Regions from separate parts of the Canis lupus genome. Here region 1 is linked to region 2. Evidence: chromatin contacts called from public Hi-C data. All regions are on one chromosome and are shown on one strand. Each heading gives the region's core, a stretch centred on a gene start, on an enhancer-like site or on the middle of the called end of the contact. The rest is flanking DNA. Distances are from core to core; before and after follow the strand shown.

Region 1 (4,400 bases), core at 420-2,919, 160 kb before region 2:
GACTTCTAACCTAAACTGTAAAGTAATAAATTTGCATTGTGCTTAAAGTCACTCAGTTTATGGTAACTTGTTACAGCAGCAATAGGAAATTAATGTAAGCTGAATATAGCTATAGCTTATTAAACATTTTGTATAATGTTTAACAGACATTAAAAAAGTGATCCTTTATTTAAAGATTTTATTTATTTATTCCTGAGAGAGACTCAGAGTGAGTCTGAGACATAGGCAGAGGGAGAAGCAGGTGCTTGACACGAGACTGGATCCCAGGACCCCGGGATCACGACCAGAGTCAAAGGAAGACGCTCAACCACTGAGCCACCCAAGTGTCCCTAAAAAGATAATCCTAATAAATTATGACAATAGAGGGAAGTATCGAGTGTTGATTAGCTCATTCACCTTCTCTCTTTTGATTGGCTTCATAATTTATCCTTCTTTTTGCCAATTAGAGGATCTGTCTGAGGCTGTCCCTTTCTCAGGTAGCAGAATTCACTTTGTAGCTTCTGATATCAAGTCTTGAAGCTTCAAGAATGTTATAAAAACATTTGATGGATGAATCTCTCCCTATAATGACAACAACTTTCACATAGAAGGAATATTATTCCTTAATTGACAGTCAAGTTCAACTTGGTTTTCTGGTCATGGCACCCTTGAAAAATAGAGAGGAGATCTTATTTGCACCCCATTTCTCCAGGGGGGAAACTGAGGCATGTGTCTGACCAAGTTTGCTTTGCCTCCCAGGTTCAAGAATATGAGCTCAAGGGGCGCCCAGTTAGCTCAGTCAGTAGTTCTCAGTCAGAGAACTCTTGATCTCTTGGTTGCAAGTTTAAGCCCCACATTGGGTGTAGATGTTACTTAAAAATAAAATCTTCAAAAAAAAAAAAAGAGAAGAAGAAGAATATGAGCTCAGCTCTTTTGACACTCCAACCAAGGGCTTTCCCTTGGCCTCACTCATTGTTTCCCGAGGCATTAAGGAAAAGAAAGGCATTAAACACACAGCAGGAAGGATATACTCAGCTTGCAACCAGGAGAGGAAAGGAATCCTGGAGAAAGGCTAGCAATCAGAATCTATGGAATAAGAAAGCCTCCAGCTTTTTAAATTAAAACTTGGGGGAAAATTTGACAATCGGAGGAGTTTCGTTTTGAAACTCATTTAACCCGAAAAGTCAAAACGAAACTCGAGGGGTGTGAACCCACAACAATCAAAATAAAAACAAGTTTTCACAAACCCGTTGCAAAGCTAAATATAGATTTTTCAGATAGACCCACTCACCTCCAAACTCATGACTTTAGAACTATTTCAAACATTATTTTGCAAAAGTGTCAATCAAAAGAAAAGTAGGTTTGTGTGGGAGGTGGAGTAAAGCCGGGCGTGTATGGGTGAGGAGAGTATTTCTCTATTTTGTCCTCCCTCACCAAACTGTCAAGATGTTTTTAAATACCATTTGTGGTCACCTACACTGGTAATATTTTCTAATTGTGGTCAAAAGAAGCTGACTAAAGGTTTGTGCGTTTGCTCCAAGAGGAAACTGTCAGGTGCCGGTGCCTTGATGTGCCTGCAGTCGATTTATTTCTGACCCGGTTTGCAGGTGCACTTGTAGGAGCCTCTCTGCCTTCTGACCTAAGGAAGAGCACAGTTAAAATGGGGAACCAAAGGCCTCCAGCTGCAGCGTACATTTCTGCTTACTCTACCTCTGTGCCTAGGAGGAAGAGGGAGGGGACTTGCAGGTTGGCCCGGAGTCACCTGTGGCCTAAGGGTTACCCCCGGAAAGATAGCCTCTCAGGCTCCTCCACGTGTGGTGAGGGCTTTGAACCAGGAGGTTTGAACTGCTGAGCAATTTCTAATTAAGACGTGAACACCGGAGTGTCAGCTGGAGCTTTAGGCTTTTATTTGTGGTGGGCTGTTTTCCTGCCACGGTTGTTGTGGTTTACCGTCTACCTGAGTGTTCAAAACTGCTTTGCAGAATCCAGTGGCTTTGCTTCAGATTTGGTACCTCTCGTGCCTCACCCAGCCTTGGCCCCAGTGACACGGCCTGCCGCGCTCCTCCTTCCTAGGCCAGGCTGTGCTCCCAGGGGAGAAGAATCACCTAGGGAACAGGCACTGACATTCTCAGACCTTCAGCGTGGTGTGTATTTCCAGGAATGATAATTTAGGGAAAACTAAGGTTTCCAGACTGCTGTGCCAAAGATGATTTCCTAAAATGGACAAGGGAAGTCAATCATAAGACCATGTGGTCCAAGAAAGGAATTATTAAATCAAAAGCCTTAGAATTTTGTGACCTCTGCCTATGAAGTTATGCTAAGGAAATCATCATAAACATGTGAAAATTTTACAAAAATAAAGTCACAAGGATATTTATTAGGAGCTGATCATAACAAAAAACTGGAAAAGATCTAAATAGCAAATAGGCTATTGATTGAATAAATAATGTTATAATCACATTATTGCCATAACCAATAGTTAGAATTCATTCAATGCTTACTATGTGCTAGATAATACTGCTAATTGGTTCACGTGTATTGTTACATTTAAAACACCCAGGAACTTACGCGAAGGAAGGTAAAAGCCCTTATCCATGAACATAGCGCCCATGGTATCATGAAATAAATAGCGCCCCCCTGTAATTCATGTCCACTCTGAACCTCAGAATGTGACCTTATTTAGAAACAGAGTTTTGTTTTTTTTATTTATTTATTTATTTATTTATTTATTTATTTATTTATTTAGAAACAGGGTTTTTGAAGAGGTGATTAATTAGGGATCTCAAGATGAAGTCATTCTGGGTTCAATGACTGGTATCCTTATATGAGAAGGGAGAGAGCAGTCTGAGACACCTAGGGACACCAGAGGGTAGAAGTCTACGTGAGGATGGAGGCAGAGATTGGAGTTACTTGGAGCCAGGGAATCCCAGGGGTTACTTGGCAGCTGCCAGAAGGTAGAGGAGAGAGGTATATGCAACAGGTAGATTCTCACTCGGAGCTCCCGAAGGAACCAGCCCTGCAGACACTTTGGTTTTAGGCTTCTGGACTCCTGAACAATGAGACAATACATTTCTGTTGTTTTAAGCCACCCGGTTTGTGGTCATTTGTTACGGCAGCCACAGGAAGTGAATACAGATAGTGAGTAGTACACAAGGGGTTGGGACCCAGACTGACTCCAGGACCAGAGCTCTCCCGCTGTGCTACAGAGCCTCCTCTAAAAGCAGGGCTTAGAACTGTATACATAATGTCACATTTGTGTAAGAAATTTGAATATATGCATAGAAAAGAACTGGAAGCATATACAGCAAAATGCTTATTTCTGGGTAGAAAGAATCCAGATGGATTTTAATTTCCTTCTTTTTGCTTATCTGCTTTTTCTTTTTTCAGCATTGAAGTGCAATACTTTTCAGAGTAAGATACACACTGAAGTATGTAGGAGTAAAGGGGCTTCATGTTGCAACTTACTCTCAAATGGTGCAGACGAAAACTAATAAATATGTATAGTGCAGAGAGAAAATGATAGAGCAAATGTGGGAACTTGGTAACCATTGGAGAATCTGGGTAAAGGGTATATAGGAATTCTTTGCACTATTCTTGCAACTTTTCAGAAATTCTGAAATTATTTCAAAATTTAAAACTTACCCCTCCCCCCACAAAGAGGAGTCCTAAGATGGAAGATCCTCAAAGTTGAAACAGAAGAAACTTTATATACATGAATGCCAAGACACTGCCAACTTGAATATTCTAAGAATCAGAAAAGTTTGAGGAATAAAAGCAAGTATATACGTTACAGCAAAGATGACTCTCAAAGGAAAAACAAATGCAAAGAGACAGAGACAGAGAAAGAAGGGACAGAAGAAAATAATACCAAAAAGAGGTCCCTGGTGAATGGGCCCTACAGGCCCCTCACTGTAGGGCAAGAACACAGCTGTCCAGTGCCATTTTTTGCACACACTTGACACCGAGTGGTTTCGGGCTAGACTGATAAGCCGTTGAAAGAGGAGGATTCCGGTGACCCACAGGGAAGGAGTGAGACCCACTCCTTTATAGTCCCATCAAGTTCTGTGGCAACCTGAAGGCACTGGTTTCTCATTCCCCAGGGGTGCATGTTAATGATAACCATACAGATTACATTTTTAAAATAATTTGGATAGACAAGCTAGAAAAGGATTTCATAGCCTTTTGAAAATGTGAAATTATTACCAGGCCACTTGATATTTTTGTTTTAGGAGGACAGAAATGTTAACTTTGTGCCAATTTTAAAGCTCACTTCCAACCAACGTCTCTAGTTTACCATCTGGACAAATACAGGGAACAGTATGTCCATAATTTTGACTTATCTAAAGGGAAAGAAAGTCACATCGCTAAATTGCATTATTTCAAACGATCCATTTCTCTATCGCTGATTTCTCTAAAAATCT
Region 2 (4,143 bases), core at 1,603-4,102:
TGGATCAGTGCACATATGTAATTATACAGAAAAATATATATATCAGGAAAGGCTGAATGTTGCAGATACAGGAAATAAAGTGACCTCTACCTAAGGTACTGCCATGAATATACAGAGGGAAGAACCTGCACCTGTTTCACATTGTAAATGCCTCGAGTGCCCAGAGCAGCACCATAAACCCAGAGAACGGCCAGCAAACAGTCACTAAAAGGGTACTAAGGCTGTCCACAGCCTAATCCATGTTATTGGACAGTTAAGACTGACCAATACTGGGGCAGCCCGGATGGTTCAGCGGTTTAGCAAATAAAAAAATCTTTTAAAAAATTATATGAAATTAGTATTGGACACTCTTTTTCTTAAAGATTTTATTTATTTATTCATGAGAGAGAGAGAGAGAGAGAGAAAGAGACAAAGACACAGGCAGAGGGAGAAGCAGGCTCCATGCAGGGAGTCCCATGTGGGACTGGATCCCGGGTCTCCAGGATCATGCCCTGGGCTGAAGGCAGCACTAAATCGCTGAGCCACCAGGCTGAATACATCTTATAGGCTTTAATTCAAGTAACCTACTTCTAACTATTGAAGAGGAAATAACAAACTCCTTACTAGGCTTCAAGCTCCTCAAAGGCAATGGTTTTGTGTTATTCATAGCCCCAGAGCCTCATGATTGCAGTACTGGATGTGATTTTAGAGGTCAACTAGTTCTAATCCAACCACCTTGAATGACTAGGTAATACAACCTATCACAGTTGCATTTGTTTTTTTCATCTCTAACTGCTGTCCCATCTCACACATGATAATTTCAAATGAAGCAAACTCCAGTCTGAGTCTTTGGCAAAGTAGACTAATTGAACTGACCTAATAGCCTTTGTTGTATCCATCTGGGATCAGAAGCAAGGTGGCAAGATCAGCTCGCAGTAGTGTCCCTCTCTTCCCGCGCCCTCCCCTCCCCACTGCCACCTCCCACACCAATGTGCCCAATTCCTCACAGCTGGCTTGCTTGAAAAGAAATGAACTGGCATGACCCTCACAGGGTTCTTCTCAAGCCTGGCTCTAGAAAAACACTGACTGGTGCTATGAAAATGCACAAAGTTACCGCACTGACACTCAGATTACTTACAGGGATGAAAAATGCAGACACATCACCATCCACAAGACTAAGAACTGGCCCCGCCAGAACCGACCAGAGACCAGTATTCTCAGTCCCGGCCAGGGGGCCACGCAGGGACCTCAGAAGCAGGGTGTTTTGTCCAAAGGGGCACCAGAGCCCAAAGTCAGGAGACTGAGATTTCCTCCTAGCTCTGGGGCTTCTCTTCATCTGAAAACCCTTAGAAGCTAGCAGAGAAAAACTCTCCGTGTGGTTCTAGACCACACGGACAGGCCCTACAATGGGGTCAGAAAAATTAGCTTGGCCCCTTTCAGCTTCCTTTGGTCCATCTCTTAGCTTTCCACCAAGACGGTCAAAATGGGGCCTTTTAAAACTCTGCCCTCCAAAGAAGGTGGCTCAGGGCATACCACTTTGGCTGGTATCACAAGACTCCCAGGGCAATGCTTCACTGCTTCCTCAGCATATGCCAGTGCCCATTTTACAGGGGGGATTTATGATCCTCCTCTCAGTAGAGCGAGCCAAAGTTTTATAATATTCATTAAAAATCAGCACCACATGTAATAATATGGAATCCTGGCGGTACACAAGGGGGCCAAGTTATAGGTGTTCAGGGAAACGCAGCAGAATTTCTCGGCCTTGGCAGGGGTAAAGTTGCAGGCACCAGCACTGCACTAACACAACCTTCTTTTATTGCAAATGTTCGTTCAGTCTAAGTCCTAATTACTTTCTGTAAAATCCTCGCCACCACCAAGCTTCCTTCTGACGGGGCAGCCACACCACCGACGGCCTGAAGCAGCAACACCCAGGCAGCCTCCAGACTCAGAGGCAGGGGAGAGGCTGGAACACAGTAGGGGTTGGGGCTGGGGCCCAGAGCCAGGCTCTTCCTTTACACTTCGCAATTGCTCTCGCCCCTTCTCGAACAAGTCGTGGGGGCCTACAGGCTCGCTCAGGAGGCCCCGGGGGTGAAGCCTTCAAACGTCAGCGCAGCGGGTGGGTCGGAAGCTGCTCTTCCTTGCCCCGCCCCCACTCACGAGGGGGCCCGGTCGGCTCGGTGGGGGCCCGCGGAGCATCTTTTCCCGCCCCTCCTGGGAAACGCCGGACGACCCAGGAGCCCCAGGTCTCGGTTCCTCTGCCCGCGCTGGGGCCCTGGGCTCTGCAGCCCTCCCCACGTGCCACTGCCACCCCTACCGCCGGCAGCGCCCCCGCACCGTCGCCTTTCGGGGGGCCCTGGCGAGTCCCGAACAAGGCCGGCCCCAGCCAGGCGCTCAGGCCGGCCGGGAGCCGGGGGTCGTCCTCGGCGCGCGGCTGCACAAAGCGGGGAGCGCAGCGGCGGCCGAGGCGCGCCCCCTCCCGCGAGCCGGCCGAGCGCGCGCCCCCGCCCCCGCCCCAGCCCCCGGAGCGCCATTCGCGGAGCGGCTTACGCTAGTCGCCGGGCGTACGGCGCCCCAGCGGCCGGGGAGGTGCGCTGCCCGGCTCCCGTAAAGTTATTGTGAATGGGGAGCGGGTGACGTCAGCGCCGAATGTCAACAATGTAGCGATTGAGAGTGTGGGCGTTCCGGGGAGAGCGCGAGCCGCGCGGCGCGGAGCAAACAGCGCCGAGCCGCCGCCGCCGCCGCCGCCGCCGGAGCAGCAGCAGCAGCAGCAGCAGCAGCGACCGTGCACGCCCGGGCTGCGGCCGCAGCAGCGCGAACGTGAGCGCCCGCCGCCGCCTCGCCACCCCGCCTGCCCACTCCGCGGCCGCCCGGCCTCCCTCGACCCTTCCCCTCCCCTCCCCCTCCCCGGCACACTCGGGGGCTGGGAACCAGCTGCCATGTGATGCGCGTCCTCTCGGTGAGCTTTCGGTGACCCCCGAACCGCCCACCGCGCCGGCTCCCTCGGGGCGGGGGGGCGGCCGCAGGCTGGGAAGACGCTGGGAAGAGGAGGCGGAAAAGGACGCAAAGTTCTCGGGCGAGGTGAGTCCCCGGCGCCGGGTCCCGGGCCCCGGCGGGCGCGGCGCGGGGCGGGGCGGGGCGGCGCGGCGGGGGCAAGTGTGCGGGGGGCGCGGGGGCGCGGGGCGCGGGGCCGGCGGGGAAAGCGCGCGCGGAGGGGAGTCGCGGCCGCCGGCGCGCAGCCGCCCGCCGAGCGCGCCCTGCCCGTTTTTATGGCATTTTCTAGGAACGGGAAGGGGGTGGGAGCCGCGCCGCGCCGCGCCGCCTGTGCGCTCTCGCCGGGCTGTTTACGGCGGGCGACGCGGCATTGTATTTTGCTCGCGTCGACGGGTGTTTTGGAACAGCAGGGGGAGGAGGAGCAGAGGGTAAGAAGTCAGGCCTGGGGAGGGCGGGCTGGGGGAGGCGCGCGAGCCGGAGCCGCTGTCAGACCCTCGGCCCGGCCCCCGGCCCCCGGCCCCGGAGCCCGGCCCGGCCCGGCGGCCTCTCCCTGCCCGCGGCGTCCGCGCCCGGGGCTGCTCTGCAGGGACTGCGGCCGCCGCGCCTTCGCGCTCAGCTGTCAGGCGCCGCCGTTGGGCACCGGGACCTCCGCGACCGGCGCGGCCCCCAAGCCCAAGTTTAGGGTCCCGGGGAGAGGCAAGCCGGGGGGGGGGGCGCAGCGCGGACCGCGCGGAGCAATGGGTGGGACTCCCCGCCGGCCGGCGGCCGCGCTGTCCGACTGCGCCCCGGCGGCTCCAGCCCGGGGCTCGCCCGTCAGGCCGGGAAGCCCCGCACCTTCCTCCCCCCGAGAGCGTGCATGAAATCGGAGTGCAACGCGCACACGCCCTCTTCTTCGTCCCCACACCTGGGTCTGCAAGCTCCACCTAGAGCAGGAGTTTGCCCGGAGACGCCCCCCCGCCCCCCACGCCGGGGCGCCCCGTGGTGGCCCCGTGGCCCTCGGCCCTCGGGCGGGGGCTCGGCCGGAGAGGGCGGCGGGCGGCGCTCACGGCTACCCCGGCCGCCCGCGGAGGGGCCTCGAGTGAGCATCTGGGCCACCGCGGGCTGGCGGACGGCTTGCGGGCCCTCGAGCCGTGGGAGGAGGCGCGCCGAGCGGCTGCCTGCGAAGGGGCCGCG

Evidence for each region. Hi-C and Micro-C count contacts between places; a contact is called where the count stands out from the background.
Region 1: a Hi-C map of blood shows a contact between it and region 2, with 4 times the contacts expected there. The contact joins the enhancer-like site here to the promoter of BACH2 in region 2. A contact is called at or near these places in 4 of 9 Hi-C or Micro-C datasets (amygdala, blood and skin fibroblasts).

Annotation. Positions count from the first base shown.
Region 1 is chr12:49,833,855-49,838,254 of UU_Cfam_GSD_1.0, reverse strand. No RefSeq gene overlaps it. Among named protein-coding and RNA genes, the nearest start is that of MAP3K7, 120 kb to the left of the region's middle. Within about 2 kb of position 1,669, at least 2 of the 20 cell types and tissues checked have an H3K27ac peak or open chromatin away from gene starts, as enhancers often do. A contact at or near this core is called in blood, where this site is marked.
Region 2 is chr12:49,676,320-49,680,462 of UU_Cfam_GSD_1.0, reverse strand. It overlaps BACH2 (transcription regulator protein BACH2), which reads left to right and starts at 2,852. Exons shown (of 7, transcript XM_038554737.1): 1 at 2,852-3,057.